Linked DNA regions of Oncorhynchus mykiss: region 2 is linked to region 1. Evidence: chromatin contacts called from public Hi-C data. All regions are on one chromosome and are shown on one strand. The core of a region is the stretch at or near the end of the contact, and the rest is flanking DNA. Distances in the headings are between cores, read along the strand shown. Region 1 holds the start of si:dkey-98f17.5. Region 2 holds the start of ankrd13a (ankyrin repeat domain-containing protein 13A).

What was found. Hi-C and Micro-C count contacts between places; a contact is called where the count stands out from the background.
Region 2: a Hi-C map of liver shows a contact between it and region 1, with 9 times the contacts expected there. The contact joins the promoter of ankrd13a here to the promoter of si:dkey-98f17.5 in region 1. A contact is called at or near these places in 2 of 3 Hi-C or Micro-C datasets (blood and liver).

Annotation. Positions count from the first base shown.
Region 1 is chr11:45,990,824-45,996,036 of USDA_OmykA_1.1, reverse strand. si:dkey-98f17.5 reads right to left here and starts at 2,849. Exons shown (of 12, transcript XM_021620975.2): 1 at 2,581-2,849; 2 at 1,206-1,317; 3 at 542-635. The coding sequence starts at 2,722.
Region 2 is chr11:46,647,711-46,652,923 of USDA_OmykA_1.1, reverse strand. It overlaps ankrd13a (ankyrin repeat domain-containing protein 13A), which reads right to left and starts at 2,895. Exons shown (of 16, transcript XM_021621016.2): 1 at 2,444-2,895; 2 at 1,256-1,382; 3 at 831-966; 4 at 171-295; 5 at 15-60. The coding sequence starts at 2,478.

The sequences.
Region 1 (5,213 bases), core at 1,600-4,099:
TAGGTTCATTTGTACTAATACTTTTGGTCCCCTAAAACTGGGGGACTATGTACAAAAAGTGCTGTAATGTAATTTATAAAACGGTTCACCCGGTATGGATGAAAACACTCTCAAATTAAAGCTGACAGTCTTTAACCTCATAGTCATTATATCATTTAAACTTGAAAGTGCTGCAGTACAGAGTCAAAACAACAACAAGTGTGTCACAGTCTCAATACTTACGGAGGGCACTGTACATCAATGTGTAGATCCAGCTATATGCCTAAATCTCAAATGAGTGTACAACGCTGTAAAGATTTCCTAAATATGTACCAGCGGTGACCAACAACAGGCTCCAGTGATCATAGTTATGGCTGCAATGAATGAGATTCATGGCGCCAGCGACAGTAAACCATTGGTAAGCAATTATTAGCATACCACAAGGCTTACTGTTATGGTATTCAATCGCCACTGGCTGAATACGAAGCAAGTTGTTTACAACATGGTTAAAAGAGCTTTGAGAGACATTCACAGCAGCGGTGGCGTGGTGCTACGAACTTACCGTCAGCGATTCTCTTTTCCGACCACTTGTTATAAACGTAAATCCCTGCGTTTCTATGGCAACGCCTGTTTTCTGTATATGTTCTTCCACATACCTGAAATGGCAGCAAGTGAAATTGAGTCAACAATTGTGTGAAATGCACTGCACATTGACAAATTCCATCACTAGGGATTTAAAAAAATATATATAAATATTTAAATCACAGAATCAAACTTGACAGTTATTATTAATTTCAAATGTATGTGTGACTATGACATTCATGATATCCTTTAGGATACAGTGTGATAATGAAAACGTTACACAAAGCAAATGCAAAACAAAAACAGAATCTTTACATGTCATATTCATTAAACAGACTCATACATCTACATTCTTAGGTATTTCACATCCTCACTAAATTGCTAGATTCCTTTCTTTCCATTAGGAAAGGTCTCGGGTAAATAAATCACCGGATTGTTAGACCACAACGTCTAGGCTAATGCTGTATCTTGCAGCACCTCCAATCCATGTCCCTGTGTGGACATTCGTCAGCCACATTTTAACAAACATATTTGCCTCTTCCTTTCTCCTGCCCTCTTTCCTTCCTTCCTACACTCGACTCGGCTCTTGATTTGTGGCCTAGCCTGTGCCGATCCTTAGCAGTGATACTAGGGAGCTATATTACCAATTAATAAATGAGCTTTTTCCAGCAGAGTGGTTCCCCATTATCATCACAATGATCTTCTTCCGTGGAGGAAGGAGCCGGAGACCCAGTCGGCTTGATATCTTCACCAGCCCTGAACACACACAAACATACACAGGTCAGACGGCTTTCCTTTCTTTCGGACACTACCGTTTCAGTATGGGTCAGGCAAGCCGTGCTATCAAATCTAATCAAATTTGTGGTGTAGACTAACAGTGAAATGCTTACTTATTATGGGTCCTTTTCCAACAATGTTTTTCTAAGACCCCTTTTCCATCTTTATCCAGATATCACAACATTTACTTATGCCACATTAAGATTATTTTTTTTTTTTAAATGGTTGAAAAATGTATCTATATCTATCTAGCTCAGGAAATAGGGCATGAACATAGAGTAGGCCCTAGGCCCTGAGAGCATGATCTGGCCAACAAACTGCAGTGGTGTAAAGTATTTAAGTAAAGATACTTCGATGTACTACTTACATTGTTTTTTAGGGTATCTGTACTTTACTATTTATATTTTTGCCAAATTTTACTTCACTATAGTCCTAAAGAAAATAATGTACTTTTAACTCCATATATTTTCCCTGACAACCAAAAGTACTCCTTAAATTTTGACAGAAAAATGGTCCAATTAACACACTTAATGGTCATCCCTACTGCCTTTAATCTGGCGGATTCAATAAACACAAACGCTTAATTTGTAAATGATGTCTGCGTGTTGGATTGTGCCCGTGGCTATTTGCCAATAAATAAATAAAAAAGAAAATGATGCCGTCTGGTTTGCTTAATATAAGGAATTTGAAATGGTTTATACTTTTACTTTTGATACATAAGTACATTTTAACAATTCCATTTTACGTTTGACACTTAAGTATTTTTTAAACCAAATACTTAGACTTTTTGCTGAAGTAGTGTTTTACTGGGTGAGTTTCACTTTTACTTGAGACATTTTCTATTAAGGTATCTTTACTTTTATTCAAGTATGACAATTGAGTACGTTTTCCACCACTTGACAAACTGTAGGCTATATTTATTATTTAAAATATGACATAAGACCAATATTGTACATTTTTTTAATGCCAAATACACATCCAAACACTTGGTTAAAGACCTGGTTAAAACAACAATACCAAGAAGTTTGCCACTGTTAAAGACCCTGTTTGTTTGGGGTGTTTGACATATTAGTGGATAGTGACAGACAACGCTTGATGATCAGAGTAGAACATTCGAGCACGTGTAAACACAGGCATTAACTTTTAAATGAATTGCTACTTTGTTGAACAGCAGGCTTGACGAATATGCACGGCTGTTCTATTGATCATGTAGGCTGTGTGTAGAAATAGCTTGCTATTTACCGTTTTCGCTGTCGATATATAAATTGTGGCATTCTCTCAAGATTCGTTCACTGGGTGTGGTGATCGCGGATTCCAGAGGGTTTGCCACAGAACGGGGCTTTCTACCGCCCGACATGACAGTTGTAGAACTACCTTCCACCATCTTTAAAATGACAGGGGGAACGTTTACGGTGATGCACAGTGTCTATGATTTGCTCACAGATAGAACCATTTGCGTTTTAGATGAGGTTACGGCTAGATTGAATACAGTTGTCAAATTGACGTCTAAAGAAGATTTGTTTTGTGCGGAGTTTAGCATTTTAGCTAACTCAACAGTTTTCCGAATCATAATTGAATTATCCTAACCGGCTGCGTAAATTCTAACCGACTACGTAAAAAATATATTCTGTGCGAGTCTGACATAAACCGTATCCCATCTAGTCACGTCCATTAGAAGGCTTGACAGCGTCGCCCTGAGACTAAAATACAGAAGTACAGCTCAAAAGAACAAGGAGGCCTATGTCGGTAGCACTGTTTACAGTAGTATTAATGTAGTAGACTATACATCACATAATATAAGTAAATAGAAGGGTCTCTTTTGTCTTACAAATTGCGTAAGAATTTAGGCATTTTGACATTCCAAGTCCAATATGTTTGTGTAAACTTGTAAGGTTAGGCTACTATACAGTGGGGCAAAAAAGTATTTAGTCAGCCACCAATTGTGCCAGTTCTCCCACTTAAAAAGATGAGAGAGGCCTGTAATTTTCATCATAGGTATGACAGACAAAATGAGAAAAAATCCAGAAAATCACATTGTAGGATTTTTAATGAATTTATTTGCAAATTATGGTGGAAAATAAGTATTTGGTCAATAACAAAGTTTATCTCAATACTTTGTTATATACCCTTTGTTGGCAATGACAGAGGTCAAACGTCTTCACAAGGTTTTCACACACTGTTGCTGGTATTTTGGCCCATTCCTCCATGCAGATCTCCTCTAGAGCAGTGATGTTTTGGGGCTGTTGCTGGGCAATACAGACTTTCAACTCCCTCCAAAGATTTTCTATGGGGTTGAGATCTGGAGACTGGCTAGGCCACTCCAGGACCTTGAAATGCTTCTTACGAAGCCACTCCTTCGTTGCCCGGGCGGTGTCTTTGGGATCATTGTCATGCTGAAAGACCCAGCCACGTTTCATCTCCAATGCCCTTGCTGATGGAAGGAGGTTTCCACTCAAAATCTCACGATACATGGCCCCATTCATTCTTTCCTTTACACGGATCAGTCGTCCTGGTCCCTTTGCAGAAAAACAGCCCCAAAGCATGATGTTTCCACCCCCATGCTTAGGTAGGTATGGTGTTCTTTGGATGCAACTCAGCATTCTTTGTCCTCCAAACATGACAAGTTGAGTTTTTACCAAAAAGTTATATTTTGGTTTCATCTGACCATATGACATTCTCCCAATCTTCTTCTGGATCATCCAAATGCTCTCTAGCCAACTTCAGACGGGCCTGGACATGTACTGGCTTAAGCAGGGGGACACGTCTGGCACTGCAGGATTTGAGTCCCTGGCGGCGTAGTGTGTTACTGATGGTAGGCTTTGTTACTTTGGTCCCAGCTCTCTGCAGGTCATTCACTAGGTCCCCCCGTGTGGTTCTGGGATTTTTGCTCACCGTTCTTGTGATAATTTTGACCCCACGGGGTGAGATCTTGCGTGGAGCCCCAGATCGAGGGAGATTATCAGTGGTCTTGTATGTCTTCCATTTCCTAATAATTGCTCCCACAGTTGATTTCTTCAAACCAAGCTGCTTACCTATTGCAGATTCAGTCTTCCCAGCCTGGTGCAGGTCTACAATTTTGTTTCTGGTGTCCTTTGACAGCTCTTTGGTCTTGGCCATAGTGGAGTTTGGAGTGTGACTGTTTGAGGTTGTGGACAGGTGTCTTTTATACTGATAACAAGTTCAAACAGGTGCCATTAATACAGGTAACGAGTGGAGGACAGAGAAGCCTCTTAAAGAAGAAGTTACAGGTCTTTGAGAGCCAGAAATCTTGCTTGTTTGTAGGTGACCAAATACTTATTTTCCACCAGAATTTGCAAATAAATTCATTACAATGTGATTTTCTGGATTTTTTTTCTCATTTTGTCTGTCATAGTTGAAGTGTACCTATGATGAAAATTACAGGCCTCTCTCATCTTTTTAAGTGGGTGAACTTGCACAATTGGTGGCTGATTAAATACTTTTTTGCCCCACTGTATACCGTAGGTCTAGTGAAAGGTCTGTAGTCCCTAGGCTCTATAGGCTATAGTCAATAAACTGAAGAAAGAGGTTTCAGTTTTTTTCCATTGTGAAAATTAATGTAGAAATGGAAATCATTGAAATTCTAGCAATGGCATGTAGCCTATCCGGAAACAGTGGAATGACCATCCTGCTGACCAAGAAGGGGCTTATGAGCTTTTCTGGTCACTTGACTTCACAAACAATGAGGTCTTTATAATCAAAAAGGAAAATTGCCACACTGATGACCATAAAATAGGTCAAATCCAATAACTCAATATACCTCTTCTTCGTTTTCGTGCATGGTTTTCAAATAAGACCTGGGCTATACCTTTGAAATTGCACCTTTCATAGGCCTACTGATAGCACAGAGTAACCTA
Region 2 (5,213 bases), core at 1,646-4,145, 660 kb before region 1:
CAAGTAGAACTTACTCCAACTTGTGAACTCCCATTTCATTTCCATGTAGAAATCTTGGGACTGGGGGAGATTGAAAAGAGGCTTGAGTTTGCAGTTCTTAGTTTTTTGTGACGAGTGTGATGAGTGAAAAACATTTCAGAGAGGGGAGCAAACAGAGAGAGAGAAAACACCTCACGGATCTTGCTCAGAAGCTCAGGCACTCCTCCCAGAGCTGTAGAGGCTTTGAGGTAGTCTCGCCGCTGGAGCACTAGCTGAACCATCTCTGGGTCGCCGGTGCTGACTGCCTCCTGCAGCACTACACACAAACACATGCTTACGACAAGAAGATATTTTTAACATATAACATACTTCTGTGATAACAATTCTTACTTTTGTAAACATTTGTTATGGCCAGCATCAGCCAGTAAGCTGTGTGTGTAGTAACAAGAGGTATTGTGTGAAGCAGTAGAAAGAAATAGAGTGTCCCACTACGACTGGAATAGACACCTACTGATTCAAGCGTACATAATGTGTGAAATTGTGACGGAAACCCCCAAGGTCAATTTGTGGAAGTGACTTTGATCACACAATTTAACAACCAACAAATAGACCTATACCAAGGCGTGTCAGATGAAGCCATAGCCATATAAATAGTTTGCCAAAGTAATGGTATTAATAAACATTTACATTTGGATATACATTTATTTTATTCATTACAAATAAAAAAGACAATATCCAAACGTAAATGTTTATTATAAATATCATGAATTTGGCATACTATTTATAGGGCTAATCAAGGCAAAGCACAGAGGTCTGGATTGCAGTATGTCATGGAGGAAAGCCGGCCTAACCTGTCCAATTCTTGGCATTCTCTTTGGTAACTTCAGCGCCATTTCTCAGAAGCACTCTCACCGACTCCAGGTGGCCCAGCGACACAGCCAGGTGGAGCGGTGTCCTTCCCCTGGGATCCACAGCCTCTACGTCGTTCTGAGAGAAACAAACAAACAAGCATTGCAATGGCTTCAAAAACAAATAGCCTAGCTACCTAAAGAGAATCTCTCGAGATCTCCATGAGATCGACATCATACACACTGGGAGTTATAGCTACACTGAGGAGATTCGATCATCTGGCCCGGGTTACCCAGGTGGGAGGAGTTTGCACCGGGTGAAAAGTGATTGAATTAGATTTCCTCATGGATATTCAGTCTGAAAGAAATCTGCTTACAAACAGTTCCCTACAAGCCAGAATGTTGAATACAATTATATTTACACTTACTTTACCGGTTGTACATGCTGTTGGTCCTTTTGAAGTTAGGAGGTGGAGATAGGGTATACACAGGAAAGTGTTGTTTACCCAACTTTTTGCAGCACCGGTAGGTTCTGCCGCTTGTATTTTCAATCTCCTGACGCATTGCACAATATAAACAATAGCCAAATGTAACCAAACATATCATCCGAAGCACATTTCCTCAATCTGGAAGTGTTAGTAAAATTTGCCAGCTGATTGTGCGGGACAACATGCACCCTGTGGTTCGGTTTGGCTCAGCCATATTGTGCAACTGTTTGTGCGAATTGTGTCAGTAATGAAAATAAAAACACAAATCAATACACAGACCAGCATACTGAAGGTCTGATTGATAACGCTTCCCTGTGGATATTTTGTATCAGATTACCTCAGACATAGTGGCAAAATCAGAAGACAACAGGTGAAGTAAGTTGAAATGGAGTTTGTTCAACATTATGACTTGGAATGGGACTGTTCCGGAATGCTGAGCCTACATGTTAGAGACGAGAGTGTATTTCACTCTCCTATTCTAAAAGAGGCTAAATCTGAGCAGCTCAGATTACTGTTAATTTGTGAAGGGCGCTCCTCCCTCACCACTTTTGCACTTCACGGGCCATAAACCGGTTCACCGCGGCTCAGGTTAAAAGAACTCCCTCATTTCCTGTTAATAACAAATACTCAACTGACCACAAAAACATTTAGAATGGAGAAAAGCAACCATATCTTTGGGTTATGATTTCCTGATAATTATCCACATCAATTCTCAGCTAGGTTATTATAGTAGGAAAATACCGTTTCTAAGCTCTTAATGCGTTTCAAGAATCAGTGGCCAGCCTGTGCCAGATGTCGAACAAAGTAGCCAGTAGTAATGTAAACAGGACGGCTAGCTATGCTGAATGAAATGTGTACTGTAGTTAATATGATCAATAATGCAACATGGCATTCCATGAACCCTTAAACTGGCAGAGCATACATAGCCTAGGAATTACGCCAATCAAAGTATATGGTTATCCATGTCAGGCCAAGTAGCTAACGTTAGCTATCAAGGTAGCCAAGTTAGTAACGTGCTAGCTAGCTTCAGACACTTTGAAGCAAATACATCTGTAGTTAGTTAGCTAAAGGCAGCGAAACAGAAAAGTACATATAGCTAGCTCATTGTCCATATTTTGACATAGCTACCTTTGTTGAGTCGTTTTCCAATTTCCTGTAATCATTTTCCCAGACTAAGGAATGTAGTGGAAACTTCACCCTGAAATCTTCGTTGGCCGCGGATAACATCTTCCCCTGCTAGTTTACACTTCTCAATGTATCTAGCCTATATTTACAGCCATGGACAACCTAAGCTAAACCTTAAAGTTGAAGAAATGTTAATCAATGCACCTCATCTCATTTTCCAACAGGACCCATGTCAAATTGTGCTAGCCATAGATAGCCAACTACTACCAAATAAAACTTTTCGAAAAACAAGGAAGTGTCACGTTGAGACTTGTGGTAGGGGTGTTTGAGATAAACTATTTGAGGATAAAGACTAATATAGGACTATATTTATGAATACATATTATTACATGTATATATTTATTAAAAATACACGTTTTTAAGTTCAATATTTGCTAAAAATAATAATAATAATAATCCTCGCGAAAATATATATTTTTTCAAGCAAGCACGTGACCATGTTACACTATGGCCGGGGAAAGCGGGGCTTTACTAATTTGTGCCAAATACAAATACTTTTTCGTACATATAATTTTAGTATTGTAAATATAGAAAGCTACTTCAAGTAGTGAATATTTGCGCAATTAAACTGCAAATCAATTACAACAATTAATGTGAGCCTATTTACCATCCACGTCACATCCCTTAACCGCAACAACAAGCACTTACGAAGGCCATGGCTAGAAGGGATCCAGCTTTTGTCAAATGGACGTCAAAAGTGTTTTATTTCTTTGTTTTTTTATACTGAACAAACATATAAACGCAACAATTTCAACTATTTTACTGTTACGGTTAATATAAGGAAATCAGTCAATTTAAATAAATAAATTAGGCCCTAATCTATGGATCTACATGATTTAGCATGGGCGCAGCCATCGGTTGGTCTGTGAAGGCAAAGGCTCACCCACTTGGGAGCCAGGCCCAGCCAATCAGAATGAGTTTTTCACCACAGAAAAGGTCTTTACTTTTTATTTTATTTATTTCACCTTTATTTAACCAGGTAGGCAAGTTGAGAACAAGTTCTCATTTACAATTGCGACCTGGCCAAGATAAAGCAAAGCAGTTCGACACATACAACGACACAGAGTTACACATGGAGTAAAACAAACATACAGTCAATAATACAGTATAAACAAGTCTATATACGATGTGAGCAAATGAGGTGAGATAAGGGAGGTGAAGGCAAAAAAAGGCAATGGTGGCAAAGTAAATACAATATAGCAAGTAAAACACTGGAATTGTAGATTTGCAGTGGAAGAATGTGCAAAGTAGAAATACAAATAATGGGGTGCAAAGGAGCAAAATAAATAAATAAATAAAATACAGTAGGGAAAGAGGTAGTTGTTTGGGCTAAATTATAGGTGGGCTATGTACAGGTGCAGTAATCTGTGAGCTGCTCTGACAGTTGGTGCTTAAAGCTAGTGAGGGAGATAAGTGTTTCCAGTTTCAGAGATTTTTGTAGTTCGTTCCAGTCATAGGCAGCAGAGAACTGGAAGGAGAGGCAGCCAAAGAAAGAATTGGTTTTGGGGGTGACTAGAGAGATATACCTGCTGGAGCGTGTGCTACAGGTGGGAGATGCTATGGTGACCAGCGAGCTGAGATAAGGGGGGTCTTTACCTAGCAGGGTCTTGTAGATGACATGGAGCCAGTGGGTTTGGCGACGAGTATGAAGCGAGGGCCAGCCAACGAGAGCGTACAGGTCGCAATGGTGGGTAGTATATGGGGCTTTGGTGACAAAATGGATTGCACTGTGATAGACTGCATCCAATTTGTTGAGTAGGGTATTGAAGGCTATTTTGTAAATGACATCGCCGAAGTCGAGGATTGGTAGGATGGTCAGTTTTACAAGGGTATGTTTGGCAGCATGAGTGAAGGATGCTTTGTTGCGAAATAGGAAGCCAATTCTAGATTTAACTTTGGATTGGAGATGTTTGATATGGGTCTGGAAGTAGAGTTTACAGTCTAACCAGACACCTAAGTATTTGTAGTTGTCCACGTATTCTAAGTCAGAGCCGTCCAGAGTAGTGATGTTGGACAGGCGGGCAGGTGCAGGCAGCGATCGGTTGAAGAGCATGCATTTAGTTTAACTTGTATTTAAGAGCAATTGGAGGCCACGGAAGGAGAGTTGTATGGCATTGAAGCTTGCCTGGAGGGTTGTTAACACAGTGTACAAAGAAGGGCCAGAAGTATACAGAATGGTGTCGTCTGCATAGAGGTGGATCAGAGATTCACCAGCAGCAAGAGCGACATCATTGATGTATACAGAGAAGAGAGTCGGTCCAAGAATTGAACCCTGTGGCACCCCCATAGAGACTGCCAGAGGTCCGGACAGCAGACCCTCCGATTTGACACACTGAACTCTATCAGAGAAGTAGTTGGTGAACCAGGCAAGGCAATCATTTGAGAAACCAAGGCTGTCGAGTCTGCCAATGAGGATGTGGTGATTGACAGTCGAAAGCCTTGGCCAGATCAATGAATACGGCTGCACAGTAATGTTTCTTATCGATGGCGGTTAAGATATGTTTAGGACCTTGAGTGTGGCTGAGGTGCACCCATGACCAGTTCTGAAACCAGATTGCATAGCAGAGAAGGTATGGTGAGATTCGAAATGGTCGGTAATCTGTTTGTTGACTTGGCTTTCGAAGACCTTAGAAAGGCAGGGCAGGATAGATATAGGTCTGTAGCAGTTTGGGTCAAGAGTGTCCCCCCCTTTGAAGAGGGGGATGACCGCAGC